Regions from separate parts of the Mus musculus genome. Here all the other regions are linked to region 1. Evidence: chromatin contacts called from public ChIA-PET, Hi-C, HiChIP or PLAC-seq and Micro-C data. All regions are on one chromosome and are shown on one strand. The core of a region is the stretch at or near the end of the contact, and the rest is flanking DNA. Distances in the headings are between cores, read along the strand shown.

What was found. A called contact is a pair of places that touch in the nucleus more often than the background predicts. ChIA-PET counts read pairs in DNA pulled down with a chosen protein or histone mark. HiChIP or PLAC-seq counts read pairs in DNA pulled down with a chosen protein or histone mark.
Region 2: a Hi-C map of natural killer cells shows a contact between it and region 1, with 5 times the contacts expected there. The contact joins the enhancer-like site here to the promoter of Nup210 in region 1. A contact is called at or near these places in 1 of 39 promoter capture datasets (embryonic stem cells), 2 of 15 datasets of contacts at CTCF or cohesin (both in embryonic stem cells), 14 of 484 Hi-C or Micro-C datasets (CD4 T cells, CD8 T cells, the G1E-ER4 cell line and 8 more), 18 of 115 datasets of contacts at active chromatin or transcription factors (astrocytes, differentiating embryonic stem cells, effector CD8 T cells and 6 more) and 2 of 9 other capture datasets (embryonic stem cells and liver).
Region 3: a contact with region 1 is called in a Micro-C map of the G1E-ER4 cell line. The contact joins the promoter of Slc41a3 here to the promoter of Nup210 in region 1. A contact is called at or near these places in 2 of 39 promoter capture datasets (embryonic stem cells and liver), 1 of 484 Hi-C or Micro-C datasets (the G1E-ER4 cell line) and 2 of 115 datasets of contacts at active chromatin or transcription factors (embryonic stem cells and pancreatic cancer cells).
Region 4: an H3K4me3 HiChIP or PLAC-seq map of the SCID.adh cell line shows a contact between it and region 1, with 16 read pairs. The contact joins the enhancer-like site here to the promoter of Nup210 in region 1. A contact is called at or near these places in 1 of 39 promoter capture datasets (embryonic stem cells), 9 of 115 datasets of contacts at active chromatin or transcription factors (the SCID.adh cell line, bone marrow-derived dendritic cells, embryonic forebrain and 4 more) and 1 of 9 other capture datasets (adipose tissue).
Region 5: an H3K4me3 HiChIP or PLAC-seq map of stem cell-derived neural progenitor cells shows a contact between it and region 1, with 16 read pairs. The contact joins the enhancer-like site here to the promoter of Nup210 in region 1. A contact is called at or near these places in 2 of 484 Hi-C or Micro-C datasets (embryonic stem cells and muscle stem cells), 7 of 115 datasets of contacts at active chromatin or transcription factors (astrocytes, embryonic stem cells, memory CD8 T cells and 2 more) and 1 of 9 other capture datasets (adipose tissue).
Region 6: a contact with region 1 is called in an RNA polymerase II ChIA-PET map of memory CD8 T cells, with 27 read pairs. The contact joins the promoter of 1810044D09Rik here to the promoter of Nup210 in region 1. A contact is called at or near these places in 3 of 115 datasets of contacts at active chromatin or transcription factors (effector CD8 T cells, embryonic stem cells and memory CD8 T cells) and 1 of 9 other capture datasets (adipose tissue).
Region 7: a contact with region 1 is called in an H3K27ac HiChIP or PLAC-seq map of embryonic stem cells, with 3 times the contacts expected there. The contact joins the enhancer-like site here to the promoter of Nup210 in region 1. A contact is called at or near these places in 1 of 39 promoter capture datasets (neural stem cells), 1 of 484 Hi-C or Micro-C datasets (embryonic stem cells), 5 of 115 datasets of contacts at active chromatin or transcription factors (the 230-238 cell line, embryonic stem cells, fetal liver and 1 more) and 1 of 9 other capture datasets (embryonic stem cells).

What each region holds. Positions count from the first base shown.
Region 1 is chr6:91,115,543-91,118,242 of GRCm38.p6, reverse strand. Nup210 (nucleoporin 210) reads left to right here and starts at 1,417. Exons shown (of 40, transcript NM_018815.2): 1 at 1,417-1,625. The coding sequence starts at 1,459. It overlaps Gm30364 (a long non-coding RNA gene), which reads right to left and starts at 1,022. Exons shown (of 4, transcript XR_003956467.1): 1 at 58-1,022.
Region 2 is chr6:90,739,556-90,742,255 of GRCm38.p6, reverse strand. All of the region lies in intron 1 of Iqsec1 (IQ motif and Sec7 domain 1), which reads left to right. Among named protein-coding and RNA genes, the nearest start is that of Iqsec1, 69 kb to the left of the region's middle. Within about 2 kb of position 1,340, at least 108 of the 459 cell types and tissues checked have an H3K27ac peak or open chromatin away from gene starts, as enhancers often do. A contact at or near this core is called in CD8 T cells, effector CD8 T cells, memory CD8 T cells and 4 more, where this site is marked.
Region 3 is chr6:90,603,495-90,606,194 of GRCm38.p6, reverse strand. Slc41a3 (solute carrier family 41, member 3) reads right to left here and starts at 1,315. Exons shown (of 11, transcript NM_027868.2): 1 at 1,187-1,315.
Region 4 is chr6:90,778,483-90,781,182 of GRCm38.p6, reverse strand. The region is part of intron 1 of Iqsec1 (IQ motif and Sec7 domain 1); the gene reads left to right. Among named protein-coding and RNA genes, the nearest start is that of Iqsec1, 30 kb to the left of the region's middle. RefSeq lists an enhancer at 1-688. Within about 2 kb of position 1,307, at least 3 of the 459 cell types and tissues checked have an H3K27ac peak or open chromatin away from gene starts, as enhancers often do. A contact at or near this core is called in the SCID.adh cell line, where this site is marked.
Region 5 is chr6:90,710,335-90,713,034 of GRCm38.p6, reverse strand. All of the region lies in intron 1 of Iqsec1 (IQ motif and Sec7 domain 1), which reads left to right. Among named protein-coding and RNA genes, the nearest start is that of Iqsec1, 98 kb to the left of the region's middle. Within about 2 kb of position 1,359, at least 50 of the 459 cell types and tissues checked have an H3K27ac peak or open chromatin away from gene starts, as enhancers often do. A contact at or near this core is called in muscle stem cells and stem cell-derived neural progenitor cells, where this site is marked.
Region 6 is chr6:91,439,609-91,442,308 of GRCm38.p6, reverse strand. 1810044D09Rik (RIKEN cDNA 1810044D09 gene) reads right to left here and starts at 1,322. Exons shown (of 2, transcript NR_038153.1): 1 at 1,151-1,322; 2 at 554-867. It overlaps 4930471M09Rik (RIKEN cDNA 4930471M09 gene), which reads left to right and starts at 1,455. Exons shown (of 3, transcript NR_045980.1): 1 at 1,455-1,948.
Region 7 is chr6:90,659,780-90,662,479 of GRCm38.p6, reverse strand. It overlaps Iqsec1 (IQ motif and Sec7 domain 1), which reads left to right. Exons shown (of 14, transcript NM_001134384.1): 14 at 1-2,700. The coding sequence ends at 25. Among named protein-coding and RNA genes, the nearest start is that of Slc41a3, 56 kb to the right of the region's middle. Within about 2 kb of position 1,424, at least 28 of the 459 cell types and tissues checked have an H3K27ac peak or open chromatin away from gene starts, as enhancers often do. A contact at or near this core is called in embryonic stem cells, where this site is marked.

The DNA.
Region 1 (2,700 bases), core at 168-2,667:
ATCTGTCACTGTGAATTCCTTCGAACCTCTTTAATTTTAGCCACCTGATCCTAGTACCTGGTTAAAAGCATGAAAGGCTCAGGAGTGAAGCCGGGTGTGTGATCTCCAGCGCTGGAAACTAAAAACAATGAAGCATCACCAAGAACGCGCAGGAAGAGTTTGCACAGACACCCTGGAGGAGCGTTGCTTTTCTTTTATTTCCTGGAAGAGGATGGTGGAACTTTCCCTCCTCCTGTAGCACGTGGTACCCAGCCTGGAAGACTTGTCCTCTTCTGGGTAGCTCCTCTCACCCCCATTCCTGGTCCAGGGTCCTTAGGGCCTGAGGGTGCCCTCCAAATGTCCCTCCTTGTATCCAAATGTCCCAAGGCAAAAGCGAGTTAGGAAGGAAAGGGTTTATTCGGCTTCCTTATCCCAGCCACACTGGATCATTGAGGGAAGCCAGGCACTCAACCAGGGCAGGACCTGAAGCCAGCGCCACGGAGGAAGACAACTTACTGGCTTGTTCCGTATGGTTTGCTCAGCTTGCTCTCTTAACACTTCAGAACCTCCTTTACAGAGGTGGCACAGCCCACAGTGATCTGGGCCCTCCCTCATCAATCATCAGTTAAGAAAATGCTCCATAAACAGGTCTACAGGCCAATCTGATGGGGGTATTTTCCCAATTAAGGCTGCTCTCCCCAGAAGACACTAGTTGGTGTCAAACTGACAAACAAAAACTACATAGACTAGGAATGGTGGCCTCTCAGAAACCCAGCGAGACCTTAGTATCCATTCCAGAGAGTTTCTCCTCCAGGAGGCTTCCCCAGCCGGCCTGAAATTCAGCTTCAAGTCTTTGTTTATGCATGACATCAGCCTGTCACTTTTCTTCCAGATCCCGCTGGTCGATCCAGGTCCTAGTGCAGCTGAAGTCAGGTTGCACCGTCTACTTTCAGGGACGTGTTGTTCCCTCACTAACCTTTCGGATATTTCCCTTGGAGCATCCATGGGGCTGTTTAACAGGAAGTTCCCAGTGTTGTCCTGCTGATGGATTGATCCCGGAATATCTCAAGACCTTCTTGGCCCCTGGGGAAGTGTGGCTTTGGAAAGGGGGCGGGGGGGGGGGTGTTAATCAGTGAGCGCTCCACACTGTCCTAGGGCGCCTGTCTTAGTGCTATGTCCTGGCTCCACCGCCAGAGGCTCCAGACAAGGCGGAATGAACAAGAGCGAGCCTGCTGGAAGGCTGCCACCAGAGACGGGCGCGCGGCAGAGGCCTTAGGCCACGCGCTACGGGCTCCGGGGCTGAAAAAGCTCGCAGGATTCGGCGCGCTCTAGGGGCTCAGCACCAGGCGCGTGCTCTCCGCTTTCCCGCCGGTCCCGCCCATCACTGCGCTCGCCCCGCCCCACGCGGCCACCTGCTACCCAGCGCGCGCCGGTGGAGGGCGCGGGAGCGCGCGCCCGGGCGCTAGCGAGGCCGGGAGGATGGCGCGGGCCTCACTAGTGCAGCCGGCGCTCTGGGCGCTGCTGTTGCTGCAGGTAGTGGGTCCCGCCGCGGCCGCCAAGCTTAACATTCCCAAGGTGCTGCTGCCCTTCACGCGGGCCACGCGCGTGAACTTCACTCTGGAAGCTTCTGAGGGCTGCTACCGCTGGTGAGGCGCGCGGGCCCGGCGGGAGGCGGCAGGTGCGCGCGGGAGGGGGCTTGGGCCGCAGGTGCGTGGCGTGCTCGCTCCAGCCGGCCCCGCGTGACCCCGCGGCGCGCGCGCTCTCTCTCTGCGCATGGCGCCTGGGCCACTCGCGTCTGGGCTGCGCGGGAAGAGGAGGCTGTGATCGCGGGCCATGGAGGGCAGCGCCGCACGTGGCCTCGGTCCCCAGCTGTCAGGGCCCTGAGGAGCTCCAGCTTGAGCAGCCACGCTCTGGAGTCTGTGGGAGACGGGGGAGGTGGGACTCACCCCTGGCGCCTGACTGGTGTGAGAAGAGTGTCTGTAGAGACCTGGGCAAGGAGTCTGTGGGAGACACACCACACCCGTTAAGCCACTTAGGGAGAGTCATTAAATCTTGGATGAAAGGACCATTTTCCAGCTCAGAAGTGGGAGGCAAAGGAATTAGATGCTGGTGGAGTAGGGTCTGCCTTGATGACCTGGCTTCCAGCAGGGTGTTGCGGTCCAGCCTTTGGCTAGGCAGATGAAGGGAGAACTTCTCGTTGCTGGGTGCAGGCTGAGTAGGGTGTGATCAGGTCACACCCTTGACCCACACCCTCACTAGTGCGACATAGTCCCTTCCTTCTCTCAGGCTACATTTTGCTGCCAGCCTCCTTAAGAATGTGTTTAGGTCATTGGTTCTCAACCTGTGGGTTAAAACCCAGTTTGGGGCCTCCTGTCAGATATTCACATTATGATTCCAACAGTAGCAACATTACAGTTATGAAGTAACAACAAAATAATTTTATGGTTTTAGTACAGTTCAACAACAGAGGAATTGTAGTAAAGGCTTACAGCATTAGGAAGGTTGAGAACCACTGATCTAGGCTAAGGCTTAACTAGCTAGGTGTGTGTGTGTTAATGTTCTATATGATGCCCAGAGCTCAGAGCCACATTCTGCTATATGTAGTTCTCAAATTTAATTTGTTTTAAAAGTCTGCCTCATAGGGGGTGGCACTGTACCTCTATAATTACTTCACTAGGGAGGCTGAGGCAGTAGTGCCGCTTTGAGGTCAGTCTGGAGTGT
Region 2 (2,700 bases), core at 91-2,590, 380 kb after region 1:
CATTCTTACATTTGAAAATCCCATGGCAGAGAGCTAGCTGGAAGGTAGAGGTTCAGACTAGGGAAGGGAAGTGTCCCACACCATGGTATGCACTGTGCTCCAAATTAACAGAGAGGCCAAAGAGTGATTTAAAAAAAAAGAACCTAGTTAGGAAAGCCCCTGACCTGCTACTGTCCTCTGTGGGTGTATGTGGGGACACCATCTAGGAGCTCTGTGAGGACAGCGTGTAGGTACCAAGTAACAGAAAGTCCTGCGTGCTGCAAGCACATGGCCATGTCTGCCCCCTTGCCCTCCATCCAGGTGCTGCTTCTCGCCCTACCTCAGCAGCGCCTCCTCTCCCCAGCATAGCAGCCCCTTGGCCTGACTCCTGCTGCAGCCGCAAGCCCTGCACCCTTGCCCCAACTTCACTGCTGCCCTCTCTAAGGCTAGGTTTGCAGGGTTTGTGCAGGATGAATAGGGTGCTTTCCTAGCCCCAGAGCCCTTTATCATATGTGCAGACCCTCAGCTAGTCAGTGTGGCTGCCTAGCTCCTGTTATTGGTAGCTATCATCTGCAGACCTTCTGCCCAAATCTGTGTCCTAGAAGTACTGGGCACAGTAGGGGCCCAGAAAATGATGTGTAGAGGAGATGATACCTTTGGAAATGGATCTAATGGGTTTGGACACAGCTAACAAACATTTAGGAAGTTGTGTGCATGTTCCAGAAGCTAACAGTATGTCACCATTGTGCAGTCTCTGCCTTTATTGGTGAAGTTGTATGTGTGGTTGTATGTTTATAGGTTATTTGCATTTTTGTTCTCTGAGCTACTTATGTGAACTGGACTTGAAAACTTTTTGAATCGTAGTTTCTATTGTTGATCTGAAGACTTCTTTGCATATGGAATAAAGCAGAAGACTACAAAGGTCAAACACATGGTGGCATGGCATAGCAGTGTGTGCTCAAAGCCATTAAGTTTAGCCTGACTGTCGAAAAGCTGCTGGAGATGGGGCTGGGTGAGGAACCTCTTTATCTCAAGAGCACAGGGAGCTATAGAGGAGTTCTGAGCAGGAGTGGGATAGGATAGAGTCGATTTTTGAAAATTGCTCTACATACGGGACAATACTGGCTAGAAGAAGGAGCTAAAAGGGTAGACTGGGGCTGGAAAGTACAGGCCATGACTGGTTGCAGAGTGCCTTGTTTTAACTACAGGAAGAAGGCACAGACATGCTTGCTGATGATGGAAAGGTGAGAGGGAGGGGGCGGGAGATGAGGGATGGGATGGCTTCTGCTACACACACTTCCTGTGCTGCTAGCATCTGCACTGTTGTGAGTTACACTATTTTGTTTCTTGCGGTTTTTCTCTCATCCGTTCCCCTACTTCCTCTGTACATAGAAGGAGCAGAGCAAGAGAGGATCCAGGCTAGGTCATTCTCTGGGTGAGTAGGTTTGATTGCCCAACATGAGGCTCTGCCCCAATCATCTCAGACCCACATGGTATCTACAGATTGGTCATCTGTCCCATGCCACAGGACTGACCTCCAACCCAGACAGATGACAGAGCTGTTGCCAGGGTAACCCCAGACAGGAAACATGAAATAAGTATTTCCAGGCAGGATATGGACATGGGAAAAACAGATAGGAGTGTCCCTGAGGGAGCTGGGGGGATCTCAAAAATCACTTGGGTCCCTTGACCCTTAGCTCTGCTGTTCTCATCTCCTCAGGGGCTCTTTCAACACCCAGTTAGCTCCTCTGCTGAGAAGGTTCTGACTGGCAATGTGAGGTGGGCATTTGTCTTATGCTTCCTGCTCACTTGGTAGAGGAAACTATAGGGTTCAGAAGGGGCACCCTCCATACTGAGGTCACAGGCAGTCATCCTAAGCCTGTGTCACAGCAGGCCTAGGCACCGTACCTCCCAACATCAGAAATTGCTATTTTCCTTGTAAATTTTTACATTGATTTTATGTGTATCAGTGTTTGCTTACATGTATATATGTGCACTGTGTGTATGCCTGGCACTCATGGATCTTCTTGGACTGGAGTTAGGACGGTTGTGAGCCCCTATGTGGGTGCTATGAATTGACCCCATATCCTCTTCAAGAGCACTGAGTTGTCTTTCCAGCCCCAGAATTTTATCATTTGCAAACAGATTAAAAACAAACAAACAAACAAACAAACAAACAGCAGGAATATATCCAAGTCAGGTGTAGTAGTGCATGCCTTTAATCCCAGTACTTGGGAGGCATAGGCAGGCAGATCTCTGAGTTTGAGAACAGCCAGGGCTACACAGAGGATAACAAGCAAAACAAAACAGTAATGCAGATATATAGTGAGATATATACTTATACATATATGTGTGTACATACATATATACATACACACACACACACAGGTGTAAGTAGAATGTTTCAGTGGAAGGCCAGTCTTCCTCTTTTCTGTTCCCAGCTCTCCTTGCCCTTTCCAGGGTGTTTCTGTGCCTTCCCTGGCTCATCCTTGTCAGAGGTAGTATATTCAGGGACCAGCAGATCTTCGGTGCCCGCCCCCCTTACCTCCAAAGGTACAAATACTTAATATTAGCACACAGGCCAGCCCTCCAGTACTGTAACCACTATCTTGTTTTGGCTTATAGTTGTAGAGATTTCAGTCCGTGGTTGCTTGGCACCATGGAAGCACAGCCCATCATGGCAAGCTCAGGAGGCAGAAGCAGTTACTAGTCAAGGCCTGA
Region 3 (2,700 bases), core at 66-2,565, 510 kb after region 1:
TACGGGAACCCAAACTCAGGGTTCGAATCCCAGTTTCTCCTCTTCGCAGATGTGTGACCTTGGGAGAGCAAAATACCATCCACCTCAGAGTATGAACGGAGCGCTGTAAGACCCTTTATCCTAGGGTACCTTCAGAGGTTTTGCTTACTACCAAAAATATTAAGAGAACATTTCTAGAAATAAAGAATTTGTAGGTTTTGTGCTCAGTTCTGAGCAGCATGGTGGACCGATTCAGTTAACACTACACTGTCCCTCCTAGAACATGCAGCACTCCTCGGCATAGGGATCTATGCTGCAGATGCTGCCCATCAGCTAGTCACCCTCTCAACAGTTGTTAGGGTGGCTGAGCTGTTGGCCAAGCAACGCTTAGTCTACTTAATAATGGCACAAGTATAGTGATGGTGACAATTGTATCACAGTATATGATTACACCTGCCCTACCTTAGGGGTGTTCATCTTTTACTGTGTCTAGTTCACAAGTTAAGCTCTACCATAGGTATGTATATTAGGAAAACAATCTATATGTCTGGATATCATTCCAGGATTCAGACACTCTTTGGGAACATGTTTGTAACTCCCTGCAATAAGGGGAGATCACTATACCCTTCTATAGTATATTTTCCTTACAGGGCACTTGGCCTGACTCCAGGCTCTTCTGTACTACTTTACAGTCGTGGTTCTTAAGCTACCATAGTACCAGCATGAGGCCAGCCAGCGTCAGGAAGCAGAGCAAGCTCATCTAGATATCTGGGTCAGGTTGGAATGGCTGCGTCTCTAAGTGGTCTCCGTGGCGAAGAAGCAGTTTGAAAACCTGAGTTTTAAAAGATTTATAGAAAGGATCTGGTAGACTGAGGGATCTTCTCAAGTCTGAACAACCTCTAGCTTGACAACCTGGAGCGCAGGGACAGCTCGCTGAGCCTGCCTTAGGGTGGTCAAGGATGATCTCGGGGTGCTGAAGGAGTTAACCATAACCCCTAGAGTCAGGCGCTCTGGGGTTCATCACAGGCAGAGGGAGAGAGATCAGCGGGGCGGGTCCCTGCAGACCTTTGGAGCGAGGATGCCACAAACTGACCCGCCCAGTGTGCCTAAGACAGATCCTGTGCCCCACGCCCCATCCCGAGGGCCATTGACGCTCCGCTTTCCCTTGGCTTCCCCGGCTCCCAGTCCAGCTCCTGCCCGCGCTTACCGGTCCTCTCCCGGCCGGCGGCGAAAGCGAGGCGGCCAGGCGCGCGCTGGACACTGTGGAGGCCTGCGGCGGGAGGAAGCGAGAAGGGCAGCAGGCGGGCCAGCCCCGCCCTGCCTAGGCGTCCAGACAGAGGGGCGGGGCCACAGGAGGGGAGGGTTGCTGGGCGAGTGTTGTGGGCGGGGCCAATCCACAGAGGTGGCGCTTGAAAAACCCAATTTTTAAAGCCTTTTAGTCAGGACAGCTCTCTGATCGAGCAGTGGGGTGTGCAGGGATGCTCCCTGGGTGCCGAAGGACCCAATGACACGCCTCAGAGGCGGTGCCGCTTGGGGTGGGGCCAAGAAAGAAGAAGCTAGACCCCGGAACAGGACCATGAGTAGGGCGGGGTCACGGGCGGGGCCACGGGCGGGGGCGGGGCTGGGCGACGGAGTAGCCTCCAGTAGCACACTGCAAGGGCCAGCTTCCCTTAGGATACACATTTGCCTGTTCAGTTTTCAATCTGACATTTCTGAATATTTCACCTTTGAACACTTGTGTATGTGTCATGAAAGTTCTTCTGTCCTTCAACATGTGTGATCCTCTCACTCTTATCAAGATACAGCCTTGGAAGACTCAGCCAGCAGTGGTGAGCCTCAGTGGACACCAGCTCCTACAATCTATCCCGTGCCCCCACTTATGGCTCTTGGCTGATTCAAGAATCCTGAGCCCTGGCTGGATTCTAAGCTGCCAACTGCACCTGCAGAAACCGGATGTGCAAGACCTGTAAGACAGTAGTTTTGAAGAATACAACACAAAAAAAGTATGACAGGGCAAGGCCCGGGGAGATGCAAGCCCAGTTCCTGGATTCTGTCCCCAGCAAATGAAAAACAAAACAAAAACAGATGACAGTGTTCCACATGTTAGGAGAATTTACAGACTGGATGGCTTACATTGTCAAAATATAGTGCTGAATTCCAAGCTCCCAAAGTGATTGCATTTGTCAATCCAGCTTATGTAAGAGGTAGCAATGAACAAGTGAAGTCACAGGGTGCAGTCACAATGCGACTGGAGTCCTCTCAGGAAGAGACCCTGCCAGCTCATTCTCCCTGTGTGCATGCAGGTGAGACATAGAAAGACAGTAGGAGGGAGGCGTCACCAGGAATAGCCATCCATGAACCTTGAACTCCATGTTGATATGCTTTCATTTATTGTAACAAAATCAACTTATACAAAGAAAAGGGTTTATTTTAGCCCATACTTTTGAAGGTTTCATAAAGGTTTAACGAGTTTGATTCCCAGACTGAGGCACTGTGGGCAGGTGGGGGGTAGCAGAATCTTAGGTCTGACTAGAACAGGGAAAAGCAATAACTGGTGTCACAGTCTTGAAGAGAACCCTGGACCTCAGCCCCTGATCCCTCCATCACAAACCCTTTGATTAAAGGCTGACCCAGAAAGCCCTGTGACAGTGAAAAGGAGAGGCAGAAAAGACAACAGGAGGTTCACTACCAACATGGCAACACGTGAGTTCTGGGAAACTC
Region 4 (2,700 bases), core at 58-2,557, 340 kb after region 1:
GTGTGTGTGTGTGTGTGTGTGTGTGTGTGTGTGTGTGTATGAGTGGATAAATGTATGAGAATGTCTATGAGTATGTGTGTGGGGGGTTATGAGTCTTTATATCTTTGGAAAGTATATATAAAGTATTTAAATGGGGTGTGTGTGTGTATGTGTGTGTGTGGTCTCCATGTACACTCTGCTCAAGTTATTCGTGCTGTGTCCTGCAGTAGAGTGCCATGTGGTCATGGCAGGGACATCTGAATGGTTGTAATTACAAACTTCAAGAAACAAACTATTTCATCCACTCTGGGGGGAATTACTTTTTCCTGATCTCACACTCTGTGAAGTTCATGGCCATTAGTATGCATGCAGTTCTGGGAAAGTGTGGAAGCTTTGCTTTCCACTCCTAGAGGGCTTTCTTGGAAGAGGATGCTGAGGGTCCCACAGCCACTATAGAAAGGAAGTCTCCATACTTGGGGGAGTGCCAAGCAGTGAGGCCCGTCCTGCATCTGATTACTCCAGCCACATGAGCTGTAGGTGCTTGCATCAGGGTCTCAGCACACACAGTACATACAGCTGGAGAGACTTTTGTCTCTTAGGTTATGTGTGTCCCTCCAGAACCGAATGCCCTGTGTGCCCAGGAACACCTGTGCTTGAGTCTTAGAATGAGGGTGGAGCATTATACTGTTGTTAATCTCAGCCCCACCCCCACCCCCACCCCCAAAAAAAAAAAAACAGTACAGCCCTTCGTGAAGCTGAGATAAGTGAGACACAAACACAGAGCTGTGTCCGTGTGGCCTGGGGATTAAAACTCAGGTCTCTCTGTTCTGAGACAGACTTTTTCAGTTATCTATAGCTTCAGACCATGAGAAGAAGAGGAGCAGATTCTGTCAGCTGTAGAAGGCATGTGATCAGAGCCTTGGCAGAACAGAGTGTCTGTGTCTGAGTGGACCTTCCAGAAGTGAACTCTTACAGGGGGGGGGGGGGGGGCATGTCTGAAGGGCTTTGCTAGCAAAACACAGGTCAAACCTAAGGACTTTGAAAGAACTGAGGGTCTTCAGGACATGAGAAAAGCCACATGACGTCATCAAGGCTGGATGTTGTGCTGTAATCACTGGAGAGCCCACTAAGGACCTTGGCTATGTCGAACTCAGGTTTGCACTAAGGGCCACATGGTCCAAGAGTAAAAGACCAAGCCAACAGCAGCCCCTCCCACCTATCCACGTGGCAGGTTCTTCTTCAGAGCATATGCCCTTTCCTTCAGGGCTCCCAGCCTGCCAAGGGAGACCCACTAACAAGCCTGAAAGCTGAGGCAGGAATGGACAGCTACAAGACTCTGCAGCATGAAGGAGGCCTCCAGGAGGAGCTGGGAAGGCTTACTGTTGGTGATGATGTCTGAATGATGCCTGGGGGTAGACACTGGATTTGGTTGCCGGCAGTGGACAGTACTTGTTTATTTAGACTATCCAAAGGTGAGGAGGAAGCATTGGGGAGTTGGCTACAAAGAAAGGCAGGATAGTGATATAATTGCTGAGGCTCTGACACCTGCTGCCTGTGACTCTCCATTGAAGGCACTGACCTGAGCAGAGAGAGGTGAGCACATCCCACTTTCTAGGTTAAAAAACTGAGACACAGGGGGATATACTTTGGCTGTAGTTACAAGGCTAATTAAGAGTATAGTCATAAGGTAAACAGGGCCAGAGAAGCTACTGTGCTGCTCACCAAGTGCTGGTGGCTATCCACTGTGGTGAGCACCATGCCCATAGCAGGGGCTTGTCCTTTTTCCATCCACTGCTCCCCACAACCATGATGGTATATCATGGACATGGACAGGAACTTTGGATGCAGTCAGCTCCTGTTTGGCCAGGAGCTTCAGGAAGTCTCTTTCTCATTCTCTGATGCTCTACTGGGCACTCTCTAAGGTGACCAGGTCTGCTACCCACCCCCCTTTAGCAGCAGTTTGGGGACTCTGGAAAAGTGCGCAAAAGTGCCAGAGGCTCTGTATCTGGTGAGGTTTAGCAAGTGGCTATGCAGCCCCAGGGGCTCTCCTCACAGAGGCTTTGAGCACAGCCACTTGGCTTTTCGCCTGATGCCATATTTCCTTGTTTAAAACTGCGACCCAAAACTTAAAGAGTATGAAAAGGGTGTTGTGCAGACAATGCATAATTAACCACTTCTAAACACAGGGTGTGCCAGGCTCCCTTGAAGCTGTTAATTATTCTTCATTAGTGGTCGTAAGTTAATGTAGACTGATTCTGGAGCCCCGCCAGTGGCTGGGTCTGGTTGGAACTTGTGACTTCTTTAACTAGAAATCGTATTGAACTGTTGAGGAATGCCTCTGATTTTTTGCTGCTGTGGGTAGGAAGCTGCAGACACTTCTTCCATGAGATGAGCATCTGGGGCATTGTTAACGAAATAAACCAGATACAGAGAAAACAAGGAAAAGACCTTTCTGTCCTCTGGCATAGGATGGCCCTGTGCAGCCTCTCAAGTCTCATCCTGCCTACATCCTAGACCCAGAGCCCAACGGAACCTCATGTTAGGAGCCTGTATTTCCAGGTACAGCTTGGTGACTTTGCTAATACATAAGATGGGTTTCCACATTTTCAACTTGAAATATATAACAGGATATTCTGCAATTTGCTTTAAATATTTTGTGGTAAAATATGTAACATAAAGCCTGCTTTGATTCCAGTACAGAGGCAGAGGCAGGCATATCTC
Region 5 (2,700 bases), core at 110-2,609, 410 kb after region 1:
AATATGGCATGGTGCCAGCTGGGCCAGTCCCAACTCTGGCTTTGATAGCGGTACCTTTATTGAGTGATCCACAGCACCTGGCCCTGTTATCAGATTGACCACTGCATCCAGGAATACAGGTGTGAACAGGGATGGCATGCTCTCCCAACCTGGAAGAGGTTGACCCAAGATGGACTTAGCCACAGGCTTGCCTGTTTGTGTTCTTTCATTCCCATGACATTAACTGAGGAACCATGGTTACTCAGTATGTCACTTTAGCCCTTTTGGTTGAGCAGTATTGGGTATGTTGCCTCCCCTCCCTGAGCCTTGATTGTCCCACCCATGAAATGAGACTACAACTGTGAGTGGGGGTGGGGTGGGGTGAGCCGCTCCGCCCACAGAAGCCCAGTGAGTGGTTTCGACAGTCACTGTCCAGCTTTTCCCTTCCACAGCAAGACTGCTGGATTAAAATGGTCCCTACCATCTTCTCTTCTTCTAAGTTGAAGGCTGGTTTGGGGACCCTGCATGGGAACACTCTCTGAGGCCACTTGCTTAGAGTTTGTCTGTGCCATTTGAACGTGGCCACAGCTTCTCTGCTCATCATGGAAGTGGCTTCCTTCACATTTTATAATCTTGGTGCAAGGTCTCTCGACACAGTGACAGCTCAGTTTGAACTGAAGGCACTCTGTAGAGCTTTCATGGGCCTCTGCGGACAAAGCCTCACTGGATTTCCTTTTCCTTTCTGTTCAAAGGTCAGCCCAGTAATAGCCACATAGCTGTGCATAGCAGCAGTGGTGGTGATGGTGGTGTGTGTGTGTGTGTGTGTGTGTGTGTGTGTTGTTTTCAATTAGGAGTACAGGCTTCTATCCCTTATTTCAGATATAAGGAGGAAGCCATACAGAATCGCCAGCCAGGGAGGGCTGAGCTGGGATTTGCACCCTGACTGCCTGGCTTCAGGGCCTGTGTGCTCCACAGCCAGAATCTATTTCCTCTGGGGTAACTCATGTCTGGCAAAATGGCACTAGTGTAAATAGATCTGGTATCGCCTGGTTTCTAGATTTCCAAAATCTTCCCAAGTGCCCCAGCCTGTACTCTGGTCAGTGACAGTGTGTCGGGCTCTCCTGGAGTCTCTTTCCCCCCACAGACCACAAGAATCACTTCTCTGGAGTCTACTAGGGGTATGTGGGTAGCACTTTGTTCTTTAAAAAACAAAAACAAAACTTTAATCTTGTATGCAGCCCCAGCTCTAGCTATGTATGGTCGGGGATGCCAGGGACAAAAGCTGACTATCCCGATTGACTGAGGGACCGATGCCGGCTTCCACATGGCGAGGAAAGCCGTGGCTTCTGACATGAAAGGACAGATGGCTGTGGGCGGTGAACTTAATCCCCGGGAGGGGAGGAGGATGGTTAATAAACTGGAATATTTGGAAGAGGCCCCAGCTGGGAGCAGCCTCTCGTGCACACAAACAGAAAGGGTTTCCCCAAATTGCCTGCTGCCCAGGCTGGGTTGGATTCTGTCCGCAACCTGAATCCATTCTTCCAGGGACCCTCTTTAAAAGAAGTACCTGGTACTTCTGTTTCTCTTTTGACTGGAAGCTGGGTGGTGTGGGCACTCAGATACAGGCAGAACATGTGGACCAGAGCTCATGGTCCCACTAAGCCTTTACAAGGCAGTGCTTATAATGGTCATTTATTCTAATGGGTTTTGTTATTGTTGTTTGTGTGTTTATTAATAGGCTTTGAAGGGCCACCTCTCCCTCAAGAGGAGGCCACCTAGAAAGGCCTAGCCCTCCCTGGCTGTTGATTTCCCCCTTTGGCTTTCTGTTTCCGTTTCTGTGAAGATCCTTGTGGTCACCTGTAGATGAGGATGCTCAGCCTATTGGTTGGGAGCAGACTTGTTATATTATTAGACCACCCACCTGTGCCCTATAGCCTCAGCTATGCTCTCTGGTGTCTCTGTGACTTAATCACATCTTGTACCTCAGTTTCCCCATTTATAAAATGTAGACGATGGCAGGTGGCTGTGGGGTAGCCTTGAGGACAGAAGACACCAGTTCACATGCCAGTGTGTAGAGGTGCACAGAAACTAGTGCTGACAGGTGGTGGCACTGACATCCAGGCTGGTGTGGCTCCCCAATACTAGGACAGGACCGTGTTGCTTATTCAGGGACAATGTCTTGCTGGACAGGAGTAGTTAATTTCACTTCCTCGCCACAGAGAAAACTAGTTTTAAAAGAGAGAGGGATGCAGACATCGCAGTGACGGGGCCAAGAACTGTTGAGCATTTGACAGGGTTGAGCGAGAATAGGTCAGACCAGAAGGAAGTGATGATGGTCCACAGGCTCTTGTGCTTATAGTGCTGTTAATAGCTGCTAAAAAGCACACAGAGATGAGAGGAATTGCCTTGCCTATGGATTGGAAGGTGTACCCAGCAAGATGACTTGCCATTCATCTAGGGTGGAGAGGGAGGCATGGCCTGCATGCTCTATGAGGCAGAATCCGAAAGCCAGAGATACTGAGCACTGCAGACCTTGAGGTCTAAATCCCAGCCCTGAGGCAGATTTAGTAGATAGAGCTTTGGGGCCTTGGGTTCAGTGGGTGACCTGTGTTGGATGGAGCTTTGGGCCGCACTGGTGATTCTGGTCCTGTCTGTTCTGGCACTTGAGGCCTAGGGCTCAGGGCTTAGCTTCAATCCTAGAGGGGGAGATGAAAGAGGGAC
Region 6 (2,700 bases), core at 73-2,572, 320 kb before region 1:
GAGTTACAGGCTATATACAACTACTTAGGGTGATATTTCACATGGTGATTGTCAAATGGCAGAACTAGTAAAAGTAGGCCTACTTGTTAAAGTAAGTGACTTGTATGGGTATGTTTTGATCATGGTCCCTTCCTTCTCTCTGCTTTCTGTCCACCTTAAGACAAGTCACTCTGCTCACCAGCCACCACGATGGTTTGCCTCATCACAGGACCAGCCATAAGGGAGCTGGAGCCCTTGGACAGAAACCTGAAGCATGAGTCCAGGTGTGATTGTGGGGATTTTGGGAAGAGGGATAGTGGATGTACATCCAGAGGCAGTGAGGTCCCAGATGCCTCCTCTGTAGTGAGGGGGTCAAGCAGAAGAGCTCTCGAACCTGACAGATTTGTGAGCTGTCCTTGCTCAGCAGTCATGAGCACATCTCTGTGCCAAGAACTGAAGGGATAGCTGGAGCCCTCAGGCCACAGGGACTCAGGACACATGTGACTCCTGACAGTTGACCACTAACGTGGTCTGGCAGCCGCATCATTCCCCAGAAAATGAGTGTAGACAAACATCATCCAAACAGTAGTTTAATGTCCCAGGACCTTCCTGACCCTTTCAGCTGCTTCCTGAGATGAACAGGAATCACAGGGTAGAGGAGACACAGCACACTTCACGGGATACCAAAGACAGAGGAGAGAGGTGTGGATAGTCAACCCATGTGAACTCAAGTTGGTCTGGTGTCCCCTGGGTCTGCTCCCTCCCATGCAAGACAGGGAGCCTATGCGTGTGAAGGAGAAACAGCTGCGGCAGCGGGCGATCGCGGCGATCAGGGAGGCACATTCCCGCAGTGACTGACAGTTTTCTGTTTAGCACAGTCCCTGCGCACTGTAAGAAAGCGGAAGAGATGAGGGATCTGAGGATAGCCTCGGGATTAGTAACAAGCAGCAACCACTAGACCTGGCAGTGGATATGTGAACCCCATCACGTGCTACTGATAAGGAAACTAAACAACACCTGGAGTCAAGCCTCCCGCATCAGGAGGAAGACGAACTCGGGGGTGGGGGTGGGGTGCGGCGGGGAGGAGGCTATTTCTGAAGCCTATGAGAGCTGTTTCTGCCATGGCAGAAATATGCCTGCTCGCTTTCCCTTTCCATTTGATACTTAGTACCATGATGTTCCTTGGAAGTTATTTTTCACACATGTTCATCTATTGGGCAGTGTTCCTTTTCCAGATCTCAGGCAGAAGTCAGTGAAACATCTCAGCGTAAAGAGCCGCGGGAGCAGTCAGCACCGAAGGAGGAAGGGTCGGAAGACGGTTCTCAGGGACCAAGGCAAGGAAAGCGGCTCAAACTGATGACGCTACTGGCCAGCGCCTCAGGATGACGTCATGTAACCGCGCCGTCGCCGCTACTGCACTGGAGGCTCCGCCCAGCTTCTCCATTGCTAGCGCTTCAGTCTAGCAGGAAGGTCCCGTGCAGCTACCTTGGCATTCTAGCTGTCGGTTCATATTCGGGTGGAACTGGCCGTTTGAACACTCTTGAGAACTGTATTCTCATATCCGTAGCCCATCACTTGACTTCTAGGTATTCATTTTTTGAGTCTTTGTATATTCTAGACATTAACCCTGTCCTGTTCAGCTAGCAAGGTACTGCACGGTCCAAACTCGCCCTCCCGGGCGACCAGCTCATAATGACCTCCCGCCCTCAGTCTTATCGCTCATTTTTTTGTGGGGTGAGTGAGCAGGCCCCGTAGCACTAACTCCTGGAACCAGAGTATGTGGAACCACATGAGAGTGAGCTCGAAAACTGTAAAACAGTTGGTTTTACATCTATGATACATCTTTTAGTATGTTTAAGAGCTAATCCCATCCATTTGTAATTTTGATTGTAAACTTTGGATAAGATTTTTTCCAGAAGAAACACTGACATTTGCTTTGTGATTGAGTGAGTGTTCGCTGAGAGAACAGGTATTCAGCACGAACTCCTTTTTTTTTTTTAATCAAACATTTAATATCCTTTAAAATTCTTCAAGATATATCAACAGCCTATTTTATGTATAAAGATAAAGGAGGAAAGCAATGTATGTAATTAATGTGAAATTAAGACAACTTTCCTGAATATATATATACTATCTCAAATCAATAATAAAGATGAGTACTGCTTTTTTGCCTGTTAAGGAAAGTCATCTTATTGAAAAAACAAACAGCTGAAACGAAGTTTTCTCATGACACAAATGGACTAATTATACAGGTCTCAAAAATGTTTTAAAAAGTACCCTAAGAAGAAAATTTTCTCATTGGACTACACAGAAGCCATCATCTGTGGTGGGGGTGTATATGGAGGGATGTGTGGCAGCTGTTAGGGCTGGCAGCCTCTCCTGAAAACATCTAGAGATTTAATCTGACTCCTTTCATAACTTGCCCAGGACTGTGCCACGCCTGAAGGAATATAAACTCCTGTACAGCACTTGTTAAGTCATGGACTCAGTGTGGGTGTCCATCATTGGATGAATGGCAAAACAGCACAAACACACAGACCTAACTCCCCAGGGCACACACCCAACCATTCTCTCAGTCTGATTCTAGTATCCTGTCCCTCATATCTATTCTCTAAGACTGATCCCTAGTTTAAGTCAATTGAGGTCTGTTTTATGGTAGTGGTGCCTCTCCTATCTGGTGAGACTCCTGGTACCTCCCGTGAGTTTGCAGTAGACTCAAAG
Region 7 (2,700 bases), core at 175-2,674, 460 kb after region 1:
CAGCGGCATCAGCACAGTTGTGTAGACAGCCCAGGCAGCTGCCTCCCACACACCAGGCACACAGAGGCCTACTAGGCACCAGCCTCAGACCAGCCCAGGGCACCGCTATTGCCACTCCCTCTGCCCTCATAGCCTGGGTGGGCCTGTGGGCTTGCCTTCCATGGAGCAGAGCTCCCTCTCTGGCTTAGCCCTGGCACCCAGTCCTCCCTTGGCCCAAGGCTGGACCTCAGCCACCACTGGCCTTGACATGGCGCTGACCAAGGAGAAGTGGAACTGCCTCTCACCCTGTCAGCCCTCAGCCCCTCACTCTACACACATCTGAAAACTCATCCTAGCAAAGAAAACATAAGATAGAAAAGTCAGACAAAGCAGAACCAACCCCCAGACTGGCTGTGTTATTGTTTTGTTATTGGCAGTGGGCAAAATAATAATATAATAATAAGTAGACCTGATAAGGGTGATGAAATACGTAAGTAAACTTTATATAATATAAATATATAAATATATAAATATATATATATACATACTGTATAGGTAGTGTTTGTGTGTGAAAGATAAGCATTTCATCCACAAAGCTAGCACTAGGGACCTCCTAAGGACTGCCACTTAGGTGGCAGGAAGTCAATCTAGATACATGTGTGAGTAGACCAAAAAACCCTGCTAGAACAAACCCAGATCCTTCCATATTTTCATACAAAGAGACTCTCTAGCCTGGCTGAAACCTTACACGCTCATGACTCACTGTGCCAAGTAACACAGCACCTGACTGTCTAATACCCCACTCTGCTCTGTATAGCCCCCTATTTTATTAACAGAGTACTATTCTAAGTAACCAGTATTATAACTGCTGTTATCTCCAGTAAGCAACTAGGCAAAGTGCAGTCAACTCTACCCTAGTACTTGGGGCAACCAGTCTAGAGCTGGCTGTCTCAGGACCTCAGCCCCACAGATCCCTAGACACTTTATACTGGCTGCCATAACTTTGATCTCCCACGCTCTACATTCCTTCCCTCTGTACATGGTGAGCCACGCTCCCCCTCCCCCACAGTCCTCCCAGGGCCCACGTGGCAGAGGGGTTCCACCCCAACACAACGACCACTCATCTTCCATAACTTCCTCATCCAGTTCCCAGCCCCAGCAGGCGGGTGGCGTGAGCGCTGGGCGGCCCAGGGCGGTGTGTGTGTCCCGTGTTGTGTTCTGAGTGGCAACAGCAATCACTGTAATTCCATGCAGCCATGTGCTCGTGACCCCTGTGTCATCATTGCACCTGGCCAATGAGTGCTTGGCCCTGGCCAGGTGAAGCCCCCACTGCCTCTCATGGTCCAGTGAGCTGCCAGGCCTCACATGCCCCAGCTGTGTTCTTGTCGCTTCCATGTGTGACACCATGCACTCCCCTGGGGCCACGTGCTGCCCATGTTCCTGTGCCTGAGTCACCCACGGGCTGTACTTTACAGTTTCAGCCCTTCCAGCCACCACAGCCTCCAGTGCTGTGCTCCTAAGCCTAGGACCCGAGGACTGCCTGTGGCCTCTGCCTGCGCGGAGGCCCTTTCAGATTGGAAGGAGTTGCCGCCTGACCGTGGGCTGCGTCTAGGACCTTGTGAGCCACCGGGGCCTGCCCAACCACAAGAGAGATCAGGAGCCTTCTGGCCCATCACCACTCTGCTGGCCTGCTTGGGTCACCCATTTCCCTCCCCTTCGTGTCACCATCGTCGAGGTCACGTACCAGCAGATCTGCAAACTGAGCACTTTGTATCTGTGCAGAGAGCAAATCCTGCAACATGGAGGTCAGCCTTCTGTCTCACGGTGGCTGGACCCGCCCGCCCCATCCTCTGTCAGCATGGCTCATCTTTCTCTTGTCATCTACGCAGAAAGAGAACTGATCACCATAGTGTATCTGACTGGGGCCAGCTGGCGAGGAGCTGCCCGCTTCACAGTGCCCCGAGTTCCTTGCTTATGCTCCACGTACTGTCTGTCCTCAGTTAAAGAACACTGTCTGACAAGGAAGGGGGACTGTGCTGCATGTGACCTGGCACCAGTCGTGTGGGGCTGTGCTCTCTGTATTGTACATTTACAAAATACACCAGTGTTACTGTTGGCAAATAGTTGGAGTGGTAACATTAAATATGCCGGCTTTTTTTTTTTTCACTCTCTCTGAGCTAGTGGTAAGTCAACCATGAACTTGAGATTGTTCTGAAAAAGACATGGCTGTTAGGTACACTCTCACTCTTTTTAAAGGGACACTTAGGAACAAACTCAAAGGAAGGCCCAGTTTATCTGGTAGGGTGGAGTGGGGCCTCCCTCTCTCCACAGTGTCCTGTATTCTCCTGGCTAGCCAGGGCTCTGGGCTCCTCCCATGTTATCTTTCATGTGTCCTAGAGACAAGCCGAGGATAGTGGGTGAGTTCTAGGGACCAGGCTTCTAAGCATACTCAGTCTTTCTCTGAGTTCCTAATTCAATATGTTATCGGATCAGGATAATGAGAGCTTGTGATCCTGTGTTGTTTTACAGACAGGGACCTGTCTTCATAGGATGTGCCTGGGCCTGCAAGTCACACAGCAGAACTAGCTTGGAAAGCATAGGCTTTTTTTTTTTTTTTTTTTTTTTTTTTACTGATGTCCCTTGTTGCCTGTTATTCAGCTATGGCATTGAGGCACTGAGTGTCTACACTTCTATTTACCACTGTCAGGATACACTTAGGGC